Regions from separate parts of the Sus scrofa genome. Here all the other regions are linked to region 1. A link is a contact called in public Hi-C data. All regions are on one chromosome and are shown on one strand. The core of a region is the stretch at or near the end of the contact, and the rest is flanking DNA. Distances in the headings are between cores, read along the strand shown.

Region 1 (4,296 bases), core at 1,005-3,504:
CCGCCCCTACAGGCGGGCGGAGCAGGCACGCGCGGCGCAGGGGGCGGGCTGGGCTCGGCCCGGCTGCAGCCGCAAAAGGCCTGCTGGTCCCGGCGCACCCGTGGGGAAGGAGAAGGCGCTAGCGGCGGCTGAACCTCCAGAGACCAGTCGAGACTCCTGGGGGGCGCTGAAAAAGACGCTGAACCCCCATTCCCCAGCTCTGGAGCCCGGCATCCCTCCCTATCGCACCCACCCGCCCGGGTCCATCCCCCGCCCCGGCGCATCAGCGTCTCCGGTTTCCCATTGATGAGGTGGGGGAGGGAAGGCAGGTCGGGAGGGCTCCGGGGGCACGCGCTCGCGCACGCGGCGGGCAGAATCCCCAAGCGTCCGGGAGCCCTCCCCCCACCCCTCAGCCAGCACCTAGGAGGCTGCCAGCCACTGCCGGAATCGCGTTGGGGTGCGTTTGGTTTGCCCTATGCTGATGGCCAGCCAGACCTGGGGTTAAGGGGAGGAAGAGAATGTCTGCCACAGCAGCTCTGTCTACGAGGAAGAAGCGAGATGAGCACACGCACCCTTTTCTGTTAAATATTGCAAGGTGACACAGGATCGCTTCCCACACGGGGATTTTCAAAAGGACTGGAGGAGGGAACGCAATAAACAAGAAAGATGCTTTCCCGGGTCAGAAGTTTGTCTGAGGAAGAGCCCCTAAGGACTCTGCACACTGAGGGGTTTTTGATCTGTGTCAACTCCAGTCAGCAGCTTCCCACTGACTTAGAACTGAGAGTGTCCAAAAGGCGTCTCCGTAAAACAAACTTAATAATGGCGTGGCTCCAAGAGCTTGGGTTCATTCATTTTTATTACCGTTTTCATTGTCCCCTCCTCCCCCGCCCCCCGCCCCTGTCTCTTTAAGAAACCGGAAAGGGATAAAGGGGTCCAGGAAAGGAGGAATCCGGTTCAGGAGCAGCAAAGAGGAGGGCAGTGAAGTAAGAGAAACGCAAGGAGAAAGGAAGGACACGAGGGATGGGAAAGGGCGAGGACCAGAGAGGACTGCGGCGGGCGGGAGAGGGTTAAAGGGAGCAGGAGACTGGGTCCTCCCCCACTGCCTTTCACACTCTGCCTGCCGGAGGCCAAGCAAGAAAACCCAAATCTAGATGAAAACCAGGAGCAGCAAAGGTATGGACTGTGACATCTCTCCCGCCTTCCCTGTCGCGCAGACATCTACTCTATGTACACATATATGTTCTATGTTATATAATCTATGTTAAAGATGCATGCTTAGCCACGGCTAACCCAGGGGCAACCACAGAACCACGCGTCTCATGCAGCCCCAGTGTCCCCTGCACCCGGGAGACCCGGGAACTCAGCAACTGCCCGCGGTTCCTCGCTCCATTCACACCCCAGAAAGGGAGTACCGACATTAAGGCACACCCGGGAGACGCGCGAGGCTCCCGGGGACTGTATCACGAGAAAGCATCACCTACCAGTTTTCCTGCATCCATTGGATGGCTTCGTTCTCGTTGAACTGCTTTTCGAATTCATATTCTTGTAAAGTCAACACTGACATGTTCATTGGGGCTGATCTTCGGAGTCGCTACGTGTTCTCTACACAAAATAAAATAATCTGTAAAGCGCTTGATTTTGAGTGCACTCCTGTCTGCTTCCCCCACCCACCCCCCTAGGTCTTCCCCGCGCCGCTGGGTCTCCAGCAATCGGTCTCTCCCAGTCTCTCTCAGCTACAGTCGGGGCTGAGCATTGCCTGTGCCTGGGCTCTCAGCTCCTCGCTCTGGGACTCTCCTCCTCCCGGCGTCCGCATCCACCGTAGGAGGAAATGAATGCCTTGCGGTCTTAGTGCCCGCACGTTTGTCCATCACCCTTTTTACTTGTCTACAGGGAAATCTCCTCCCCCTCATGCGATCAGACAAATTAACCCTTTGCGAGGGAGAGCGAAAGGAAGCAAGACAGCCCTGGGGACAGTTTTGTTTACGAGTAGGTGACTAAAAGGGTGGAGGAAAGGCTAGAAGGGGGAGGAAGTGGTGTCGAGGTCATCCACAGCCTCAATCCTGACCTCGTGAGCCGCCTAGCCTTGCCTTTGAATGAAGTGTTCCGCATACCGAGTGCAGCCCCAGGGCGCAGACCAGCGAGCTCTGCGAGTAAGCCTTAAGTAAATAGTAAAACCTGCCAGCTCTGGCTAGAACTCCAGGCAAATTTGCGCTGAAATCCCACGTGAAAGGATCAAACTTCCCACCTCCTTGCTCTTGCCACACCCTCCAGGTCACTCAGCCCTGAGCTCTGGCTTTGACTCGAGTTCACCTGGGGCCTGGCCCGCAGAGCTCCCCAATCGCGTGATGTCTGGGGATGCTGAGGGCGGGCAAGGGTGGGTGGAGAGTGACTAGTAGCCAGAAGAGAGAGGTCAGGTGGTAGGTTTGGGGAAGGGAGGGAAGGGGTAGAATTAGTGAACAGAAACAAAGGGGGAGAAGGAAGTGAGCAGATAGGAAAACTAGACCAACTGGTCCAATGCAAAACACATGGGGAATTTCGCTTGATGTATTGCTGGGGTAGTAGATGGAACAGAATTGTGTTTGAGGAGAGGGCTAAAGGCAATATTGGCCTCTACTGAACCCCTGCTCTCACTGCAGTGTTTTAACCTCAGCTTCCATAAACAACCCTCTTCATTTTCTCAGAGGGAAAAGTGTTTTTTATGGTGTCCATTCCTCCACTCATTACCCACAAGTTAGGAAAAGTGAAATGAGACTTGGCAGCATCTGATAATTTGCTCTATACATATAATTGTTATAAGCTTAAAATACAATTTTTTTTTTTTTCTTTTTAGGGCCGCACTTGCATCACATGGAGGTTCCCAGGCTAGGGGCTGAATCGGAACTCCAGTTGCCAGCCTAGGCCACAGCCACAGCCACGCCAGATCCGAGCCCCGTCTGCAACCCACACCACAGCTCACGGCAATGCCGGGTCCTCGACCCACTGAGCTAGGCCAGGGATTGAACCCCCAACCTCAGGGTTCCTAGTTGGATTTGTTTCTGCTGCACCACAGAGGGAATGCCCAATAATAATTTTTTTTTTTAAAGCTATGCTTTAAAAATTAGGTGGACATTAGGACAAGGAAGAAAATTCTGAAAAGTGGGAACTGTGAGAAATATCTCTAAATGAGGAGGGTGTAATAAGAACTTAAATAATTAATGAGTCTTTAAAATCCAGTTCATTTTTATATATACACACACACATATGCACGCATATGTATTTATAATTAGCAAATTAATTTACAAGTTGATGCTCCCAAATTTCCCAAGTATGGACTCTCCTCATTGCTCAATATAAGGGTTGTCATTATAGAGACTTCTGCAGTACAAGTTGTAAGTGAATTTGGAGGTAAAGCCTAGGCCAAAAGACTTGGCAGGATTTAGGGGCAAGTGGGTGTGGCCTGAAAAAGAAGGATTTTAGCAAAGTACCTGGGTCTTTGAGTAGTCAATAAATATTTGTAGGAGTTCCCATTGTGGCACAGCAGAAACAATCCGACTAGGAACCATGAGATTTCGGGTCTGATCCCTGACCTCACTCAGTGGGTTAAGAATCCGGCCTTGCCGTGAACTGTGGTGTAGGTTGCAGATGTGGCTTGGATCTGGTGTAGCTGTGGCTGTGGTGTAGGCCGGCAGCTGCACAGTTGCAGCTCTGATTGGACCCCTCGCCTGGGAACCTCCATATGCTGCGAGGGGAGCCCTGAAAAAAAAGCTAAATAAATAATTTAAAATATATATATTTGTGATATGAAGTGATTAACAAAGTGAAAGAAGGGAGGGAAGTGAGAAAGGAATCATGTGTGAGGAAAATCCAGCAAACATCTTGGTATATAGCGCAAGGATAGGTCCTTCTTTTGCCTTAAAAGGATTCCATTTTTAAACCGAGGACAATTCTCACTAGTCATCACATCAATTTTAAACTAGTATGAGAAAGTCTCATTTACTTCCTATGTTTCTTATTCAAATGTCTGTTACTACCTGTTTATTTTCTGAAGATGGACTTGACATTATGTTAAAAGCAAATATCTGATTTGTTTTTAACGGTGTCTAAAGAAAAATTACTTTAAATTTGGAGGTTAAGTCCTTTAAAGTGATCAATTACCAAAAATGATAAATTCTTGATAGTACAAGTGCTGTTGAGGATATTCAGAACAGGCACTGTCAGTGGTAGTGAAAACTAGTGACTTTACCTAGCAATTTGGCAGCCTATTTAATCATTTTACTTTATTTTTTCATGGCTGCACCTGTGTCATATGGCAGTTCCCTGGGCAGGGATTGAATCCAA
Region 2 (4,296 bases), core at 895-3,394, 220 kb before region 1:
AACTCCAACAGGGAGGAGGCATTTGAGAATGATTATGTACATAAGCAAAGAAAAAAAAAATTCACTCATGTTTATGGCTCAACATGCAACTCCATCCCCCAGGGCATTTGCATTTCAATGGCGTATGAAATGAAGTGATCCATTTACAGCATTCAGTTTGTACGGTTCATGACTCCATAAAAGTGCCTTGAGGTTTGCAAGTCACTGAATAAATCATGATAATAAACTTCCATTTTGACATACATATTCTATTATCTATGAAACATAATTTTAGTAAATCGACAATAAATCTTTTTATGATTAAATCGCCTTGCCATGTTGGTACACAGATCTACTTGCTATATATTAGTCTATGTTCCCGTGGGGGATAAGAATATATTGACCCTTTTTATATATCATGATGGTTGGAAATTCTCAAATAGGCAACACAATTTTTGAAATTCAAGTCCATTTACTCCTAGAAATTTTACAGTTCAAGTTTTCAAATGCTTTTTTTTAAAAACATTGTAAACAAGTTCATACAGAGGTCTTTGAACACTGCATCATTCTTGTAAGACTAAAGATTTGTTGAGAGCATGTAAACGGAAACACATGGCTTGTGGATCCTTTAATATAGATCTAGCTTAAAGGTCAACACGGTGTTTCTTTTTGGAGGTTAACCTATCCCAGATCTTGGGAAAGGAAGTGCTGGCATGTTCTGTAGGCCTCCAAACATTAAAATCCATTTTCTTCTCTGAGGTCTGGAAATAATCTGATGGGGTTCTCACCATGCAGATGACGAGGACTGCGGCGCTGCGGGATGCAGTGCGCAGGCGCGGTGTGTTACAGAGGGAGAGGACGCCACGTGTCAGTGTTTGAAAGGATTTGCTGGAGATGGAAACCTGTGTTCTGGTAAGAGCAAAGGCCAAATACACATAATATCTGGAAAATAATGAATCAAAAACATCCTCTCAGATCATACCGATGCAAAATCTCCAGAAGGATTTATGTGATCAGCGGGATTGAATGTTGTTTGATACTAGCTAAAAAGATCATGGAGGTAGGCATAGAAAATCTGAAACATTTAATATCGTGTTAGATTACACGGCATTTACATTAACGTGCCGTAATATATGCAATTGATATTAAGGATAAAGAATTTATAATTAGCTTCTGAAGTATGAATCTGTGTTCAAGTCAAATTTATAAATGCCTCAATTCCAATAAAAGCAGCCCCCCAAAAAAAGCTTAGGTCATAAGTTTTCATTGTTAAGTGGGTTTTGCTGAATGGGTTTCTATTTGGTATTGATAGTCATTACTGTAAAAATCTCCCATCGTACAGTCTGAAACTCTAGCACAAAGTGATTATTAACACATACTTAGCTAACTGAACACTGAGAAATCGATAAAAATTGATTCAGAAGTGAACTTGATGTCCAGGATGCAGGGCTTGTATTACATTTGCAAACAGAACCTATTTGTCGCTGGATGATTGTATGAAAGACTATACTATTCTTTCCTGCTATTTTCATTTATACCAGGATTGCCTGCACGTTTCACTAGTTCATCGTTTGTCCACAGATATAGATGAGTGTGAGCTGGGCACCTCGGTGTGCCCTCCTACCTCCTCCGAGTGCATCAATACCGAAGGTGGTCACGTCTGCCGCTGCTCGGAAGGCTACCAGGGAGATGGGATCCACTGTCTCGGTAAGAGAGCTGCGGGCTGAAGGAGGAGGGTGGAGGCAGGCCTTGGAGACTCACCAAACACGGGGCGTGGTGGGCCGAGAAAAGATGGGATCTAATTGGGGTGACACACAAGTTAAGACCAAAAGAGGACCTGACATCTTTCAGTTCTTGGTAAACAGTCAAGTTCTTGGTAAACAGTCAAGTTCATCCCCTTTGGCCATGATTGGCACTCGTCAGCCTCAGCGCTCTGTTTCCCCCTGGTTCTTTCTCAGGGTGAGCGACCTCAGGGCTTCATCAGGACTCCACATCGGGGTGGGGAACTGAACAGCACTTTCTTGGTCCCTAACGTGAGCTGATGTGGTTTTTATTGGAGGTCCCCGCTGTGAGCAAACGAGAGGAGGGGTGGTTCTGGGAAAGGGCTCGCTGGCTGACTCTTGAGAAGTTCAAGCTGCTGACATTTAGCAAGCGAGGGATGATGAAGACCTCTTTCCTAATCGCCGTCCTCTGCCAAGTTCTGGGTGTGGCTGGAGGGTTGGGAGTTCACTTAACAGATGCCAGGTACCATTCCAGGTGTCAGTAGCGTGGCAGCAAGTAGAGACCTGCCTGAAGCCATCGTGGCCCAGTAAAATCGTTATCTCAAGTTTTACGGGGCTTTCAAATGTCTCTCTCAGTCTTTTCTTTTCCTTCTGAAAACAAAAATCTTTTCACGGCCAGGGGCAGATGCCCTGATAAAAACTAATATGGTACTGCTTTCTCCCAACATGCTGAGGTTGAAGATGAAACATCAGTCATGACTACCAATTGTCTGGATCTAGTCGGTTTAAATCAGACCTTTATCAGATTAGTTTTGCGGAGTCCACAGACATCTGTAAATGCTCTTTTAAGCACATATTTGGCTGTCAGTCAGGAAAATGTCACTGGTCTCATTAAGCAGGCTCACAGATAATTTAGACAAACAGGCTTTATATTTAATTGACTTTGAAGAAAAAGGGAAGGTATACTTTCTTGGATGCTTAAACTCACTATGCTCTGGACTCTCACCCTGCAACTCACCCACCTCCTTCCACGCAGCAGGGTGTCCTCGCCCAGCCTGCCCTGTTGGCACAGAGTCCTTGGGCCACCTGGAAGCCCTGGGCTTGTTCTTATTCTCTGTGCTGCTCCCCTCCATGCAGATTTAGCACTTTGAACCATGCCTAGCACATAGTAAGTGCCATAGAAAACAACGGTCGTTGTTATTCCTAAGAGTAGTTGTGTTTCCTGGCCAAGAGTCCATCTTTGTTTTTGCTTCTATCTCATTCTCAAGGTGATAGTTCATAGAGATTACAATAGGATGTCAGTTTAAAAAAGAACACAGAAAAAGACTCCATTTGCACTATTCAGGATAGCGCTTCAATACGGCTCCAGGCAACAGACGAGCACTGGCAGCATTTGGGTCAAGTGGTGCTGTGATGGGAGATGTGGTTCAGGACGATTAATCTGGCGCTGGTGTTTAGGAGTGGAGTGGAGGAGAGCTGGGATGGAGGGAAGGTAGAAGACTGCTCCTCTTAGAGCAGCAGGAAATTTTACAGAGAAAGGACTTCAGTGTTAGGGTGGCAGTAACTGAGACAAGGAAAGGGGAGTCGTTGGGAAAGAAAGTGATGCTTTCATGGAGTTCCCTTCATGGCTCAGCAGTTAACAAACCCAACTAGGATCCATGAGGATGTGGGTTTGATCCCTGGCCTCGCTCAATGGATTAAGGAGCCGGTGTTGTCATGAGCTGTGGTGCAGGTTGCAGACGAGGCTTGGATCCTGTGTTGCCGTGGCTATGGGGTAGGCTGGCAGCTGCAGCTCCAGTTTGACCTGGGAACCTTCATATGCCAAGGGTGAGGCCCTAATGAGCAAAAAAAAAAAAAAAAAAACCAAAACAAAAAAACAAAACAAAACAAAACGTGATGCCTTCGTTTGTTTCTGTGAAAAAAGGCAAAAATGTTTCCTCTGATCTGAACTTCTGAATGTTTACCTAGAGACTGTTAACCATCTCCACCCTTCCCACTGAGCTACTTATGCTGAGAAATTTCCTTTCCTTACAACCAGTAGGGAAACTTCCAGTTTACCTGCCTGGGCATGCAACCGAGGGGCCCAGGTCATCTCTCTCTCCAACATGTATACTAGAATTTTTCAACCTAAAAATGTGTGGGACTCTGAGAATACGCAGTGTGACATGAGTGGAAGATGCTCCCCTTCCAGAATATTGGTGTTTCCAATTGTACAGTCCTCTGTTCTCCTCCACACCCCACTTCTTTCTACTCCCTTTTTCTGGCAGATATTGATGAGTGCCAACTAGGTGTGCACACCTGTGGGGAAAATGCCACCTGTACAAATACGGAGGGAAACTACACCTGCACATGTGCTGGCCGCCCCTCTGAACCCGGACGGATTTGCCCTGGTAGGTTGGTGGGTGGTCCAGATCCCAGGGGAGGAACTTGATTCTGAAAAAAAACTCTGTACCCAAGTGTATTTCCATTAGAGATTCTAGAAATCATTTGGTTCAATCAGGCTGGAGAGTTTACTTTCCTGATTAGATTGATGCTGGGGCTCAGAATGTGAAATGGTCCAAGTTTTCTTAATTTAATAGCATCTGGGATAAATCCT
Region 3 (4,296 bases), core at 806-3,305, 140 kb before region 1:
ATTTTGACTAATCCAATTCTTAATTCTAGAGAATTAATGGACAGGTGTCTCCTAAGGATATATACCGGCTTGTAAGATGCTGGCCAGCAGGGCTCATGGATGAACTCAGAGCGTATCATCACCAGTGGATCCCTCTCTCTGGCAATAAAGATACCTTCCTGCGGAACTGTGCCGGTGTCAAATCCTTGCTGCTTACTTTTTCACTGTTTCTGCTAATCTGTGCCACACTTATATTCAAGACTGTTAGAAAGTTAAAGGAAAAACCTTAGGAATCTATGTTATATAGAGAGAGCCAGGATGTGCATTAATTTCTAGAAAGTGAACTATATTTCTCTAAGGCCTCTTTCTTTGATGATTAAAATTAAACAACATCAGAAACTAACCCTTGGCATTCCCATCGTGGTGCATCGGAAACAAATCTGACTAGGAACCACGAGGTTGCAGGTTCAATCCCTGGCCTCGCTCAGTGGGTTGAGGATCCAGCATTGCCGTGAGCTGTGGTGTAGGTCGCAGATGTGGCTCAGATCCCGAGTTGCTGTGGCTGTGGTGTAGGCTGGCAGCTACAACTGCGATTAGACCCCTAGCCTGGGAATCTCCATATGCTGCAGGTGTGGCCCTAAAAAGACAAAAAGACAAAAAAAAAAAAAAAAAAGAAAAGAAACTAACCCTTAATATTTGTAATGAGAACATGAAGATACCCAATCAAAAAGCTTCCTTAACTTCCTAGTCTGCATCCAAACTCCAGAGCTGAAAGTATGGGACTGGGTGAGGGCTGTGTGGCTAATTTCCCCCCATATTCTAAAATTAGCTGAGCTGTTAACCGGTGGGAAAGAAGGGGAGGGGTAGATGTTATAAACCCCCAGAAGTGGGTTTTCAGTAAGGCTTTGGACACCTGCACATTTAACATAAAGTATTTTGTTCTTCATATACACAATGCACAATTATTTCAAAGGAGGGAAGGAGAGAACAGAAAAATAGTGGAAGTTAATCAAAAAGTCATTAATCGTGACTTTCCTACAACCAGTAAAACAGGGCCTTCAAAGTTGTTTCTTGGTCCATTTAAAAATAAATATTGTGGGTGTGTAGCTACAAAGGGGGTGGGGGGGGAGGAAACGGAAGGAGAGAAGACACTCACCTAGTTCCGGTGCTTTGCTCAGCACAAATGCATAAGCCCAGAATTTGCTGACAGGTCCATTGTAAAAACCCTGGTCACAAACTGAATACTTCAGGCCTTTGGTCATCAAAATGTACAGCATATAAGCACCAGTTCGAAGAGCACCGAATATACTTCATAATGAAAAAAGAAAAGAAACAACATTCAGAAAAAGAATTTCACTTCTGACATGAACCGTTGGTAGAAGCCTGCCACTGGCAGGACATTGATAGCGATGCAGCAGCACGAAAATCTGCTTTTACCCAGAGGCATTGAAAATGGTTTGTAAACAAGAGTTACACCACTTCTCAGGGCTTTATTCTGAAGGCCATCCCTAAGGCCACCTAACGCGTCGTCCTCAATGTTCCAGAAAGGTGTCATGGAAAAGGGGAGTGCATCTCAGGCAACAGCTCAAGAACTCTGCTGACCTGACCTGTGTTTTGGCTTGAGAACTGTCCCTTGGGAGTGAGATGGAGTTGGCTGAAAACTCTGCTAATTATCTCCATTTTGTCCTTTGTCCAATTAGTCTCCAGATCCCTGGCTCCGTTTCCTGAATCTCTCTCGCTCTCAAATCCATCTTTTTCACAGAAGCCCGAGGAAGAAGGCTTAACTTCCATGGGAAGCCCCCCTCCCCCTGGAGTGCCCCCAGGATCATGCCCCTGAGCTCCCCTAACCGTGGCCAACCGTGTTGCAACACCGTTCTTCAATGCCCCGAAACGTGTTTGCCTTCACCCAGGCAGAGTTGCTCAAAGACTGCTGAACAAGCGATACTGTGGAAAAGTAAACGGACATGTGGCATTTTTATCCAGGAACCGCTAAGGAAAGAGGAGAGCTCTGGAAGGCGCTGAGCTCTGCTGTAACATGAGGTATGAAAGGACCTGGCAGCTGGACCGCGCCGCCTCCATGACAGAGTGAACCCGACAGGCACACGTGCCCCACAGCTCGCCAACTGCACGGACCACGGAAAGGAGAGCTGGCTGATCCTGGCGGGGGGAGGGGGGTAGGGATGTGCTGGCCCATCCTTGTCCTGGCAGCATCCCATTTTAGGTTTTACAAGTCCTAAGATAAACTAGCAATCAACTATTGAAATGAGTAGCAGCCTCACCCAACAGGGAAATGAGAGCTTTCTGTCCTTGCAGAGGCACATCTTTTAAGATGTCTCAAGTGTTGCTCCATAACAAGTCATTCCACCAGGGGACGCCATCCGTAAACATGTGTCCACCAGATAAAACCAAAGATCACCTTCGCATCGAACCAAAGTAATGAGACTGAATTGCTGGCAACAGCCTCTTATTTGGGGGGCTCTGAAAGTAGCTTCTCTAATGACATACCGCTTCCAGGAAGAAATGCAGTTCCTCTTTCCAACATAGAAAACGATCCTACATAGGATTTGGGGTATGACTTTACAACTGTAGATCCTATGTCCCCCTGCACTCAAGATGTAGCCTCCAACGCCTTCATGGGACCTGCAAGGCTTGAGTGGCCCCCCTCGCTCCCCCCGCCACCCTTCCCTCCTGCCTATTCGTCCCATCCCTTGTGAGCCAATCCTCCCCGCACCTTCTGATCCTTTCCGTTTTGTGACTTGAGACCTGTGCATATGCTATGTCCTCTTCTTGGGGAGCTCTTCTCCCATGCTCACTTGAAGGCTGCCCCTTCTCACTTTCTTAAACAAATGTCCCTCCTGGTAGCATGACCTCAGCCTTTACGATCAATATACAATCCTGGCTTGCGAATGGGAAGTTGGATTTCATTGGTAATGTCAGGTACATTTTTCAAATTTCGGTTTTCCCTCACCAGAGGGTGGCTAAATTTTCATAAGGAAAGTTGCCGCCATCACCAGATGATGGTGACTAGAAAACTGGGGACTTTGCTGCTTATGGAAGGTAGCAGGGAAAGAGGGATATGGCGTCTCCACTGAGCTTACAGAGCCGACACTGTTGGCTGCCTGTTCGAAGCTCAAGTCTCTTCCTCCTTTTCCATATTAAAAGAATGCTGATCCTGTCCAGGTTCTCCCAACTCATGCTTCCCCCAAGGAAGCTGACCTTGTCTTTGGCTTAGGAGTAAATCCTAACGATGTAAGCAAGTTTTAGTACTTCCATCTCCCTTGCTAGTAACTTGTTAGGCTGGGCGCGGACCTCGTTCTAGCCAACGTGATGTGAGGAGAAGGCTGCTGGGGCCTTTTTCAGGCAAGGTTTCCTTGCTCATCACCACGCAGTGGTTGGAAGAACAGCAGCCATCCTGCAACCAGGAAGGAGCTACCTTGAGGACGGCAAAGTATTCCCTTGAGATGTGACTGAGCTGCTGAATTACCCATTACCCTTTCAGTGATTCTATCACAAGACCTCTTGGTGTTGACATAAAGCTTCCTAATTGGATAAGCCATGTGGAGTTTTGCTTTTTATTATTTATACCCCAAAGCATCCCAGCAGACACAACACACCAGATCTGATCTTCAGTAGACTTTTGAACACAAATTAATTTTTTTGTGGCTATAAAATAGATCTATTTGGGAGCTCCTGTCGTGGCTCAGCAGTCCATGAGGACGTGGGTTTGATCCCTGGCCTCACTAGCCTCGCTCAGTGGGTTAAGGATCCAGTGTTGCTGTGAGCTGTGGTGTAGGTCGAAGAGGCAGCTCAGATCCCCAGTTGCTGTGGTTGTATGTAGGCCAGCAGCTACAGCTCCCAATCGACCCCTAGCCTGGGAACCTCCATATATACCACAGGTGTGGTCCTAAAAAGACAAAATATACAGACATACATAAATATATAGTCATAGATACGGTCAGTGAACTACTCACTACATCAGTTATCTGCTTTTCACAGACTGGTGGGATATACGTCAATGACTTTTGTACAAGCCCAAAGCAAAGAAACACACAAATGACACATTTTCAGTATGTATCCGTCTCCACTCCTTAGCCCCAGATCTGTGACTTTCTGAACCATTAGCACATGTCTCTCCCCGCCCCACCTGCAGCCCCTCACTGGGGAAGCAGAGCCCTTCGGCTACTATATTTTGCTACTAGACTGTGTACTTACATGATCAGAGCAGATCAAGGAAAGCAGCTTTGGAATAGTTACTACCTTTTAATCTTCTTGAGTCTCAAAAATTATTGTAGTTTATAGCCAATTTCTTAAGTCTCT

The links. A called contact is a pair of places that touch in the nucleus more often than the background predicts.
Region 2: a Hi-C map of skeletal muscle shows a contact between it and region 1, with 2.9 times the contacts expected there. The contact joins the enhancer-like site here to the promoter of ELOVL6 in region 1. A contact is called at or near these places in 3 of 5 promoter capture datasets (fetal liver, fetal skeletal muscle and liver), 19 of 47 Hi-C or Micro-C datasets (alveolar macrophages, embryonic fibroblasts, fetal heart ventricle and 10 more) and 1 of 2 datasets of contacts at active chromatin or transcription factors (skeletal muscle).
Region 3: a Hi-C map of liver shows a contact between it and region 1, with 2.5 times the contacts expected there. The contact joins the enhancer-like site here to the promoter of ELOVL6 in region 1. A contact is called at or near these places in 5 of 5 promoter capture datasets (fetal liver, fetal skeletal muscle, liver and 1 more), 34 of 47 Hi-C or Micro-C datasets (adipocytes, adipose tissue, alveolar macrophages and 16 more) and 2 of 2 datasets of contacts at active chromatin or transcription factors (alveolar macrophages and skeletal muscle).

What each region holds. Positions count from the first base shown.
Region 1 is chr8:112,036,628-112,040,923 of Sscrofa11.1, reverse strand. It overlaps ELOVL6 (elongation of very long chain fatty acids protein 6), which reads right to left and starts at 2,254. Exons shown (of 5, transcript XM_021100707.1): 1 at 2,091-2,254; 2 at 1,461-1,581. The coding sequence starts at 1,549.
Region 2 is chr8:112,251,884-112,256,179 of Sscrofa11.1, reverse strand. It overlaps EGF (epidermal growth factor), which reads left to right. Exons shown (of 24, transcript NM_214020.1): 17 at 775-891; 18 at 1,561-1,686; 19 at 3,968-4,090. Among named protein-coding and RNA genes, the nearest start is that of EGF, 76 kb to the left of the region's middle. Within about 2 kb of position 2,144, at least 2 of the 83 cell types and tissues checked have an H3K27ac peak or open chromatin away from gene starts, as enhancers often do. A contact at or near this core is called in skeletal muscle, where this site is marked.
Region 3 is chr8:112,176,965-112,181,260 of Sscrofa11.1, reverse strand. It overlaps ELOVL6 (elongation of very long chain fatty acids protein 6), which reads right to left. Exons shown (of 5, transcript XM_021100707.1): 4 at 1,136-1,287. LOC110261988 (a long non-coding RNA gene) reads left to right here. Exons shown (of 2, transcript XR_002346463.1): 2 at 30-163. Among named protein-coding and RNA genes, the nearest start is that of ELOVL6, 140 kb to the right of the region's middle. Within about 2 kb of position 2,055, at least 13 of the 83 cell types and tissues checked have an H3K27ac peak or open chromatin away from gene starts, as enhancers often do. A contact at or near this core is called in adipose tissue, fetal liver, fetal skeletal muscle and 2 more, where this site is marked.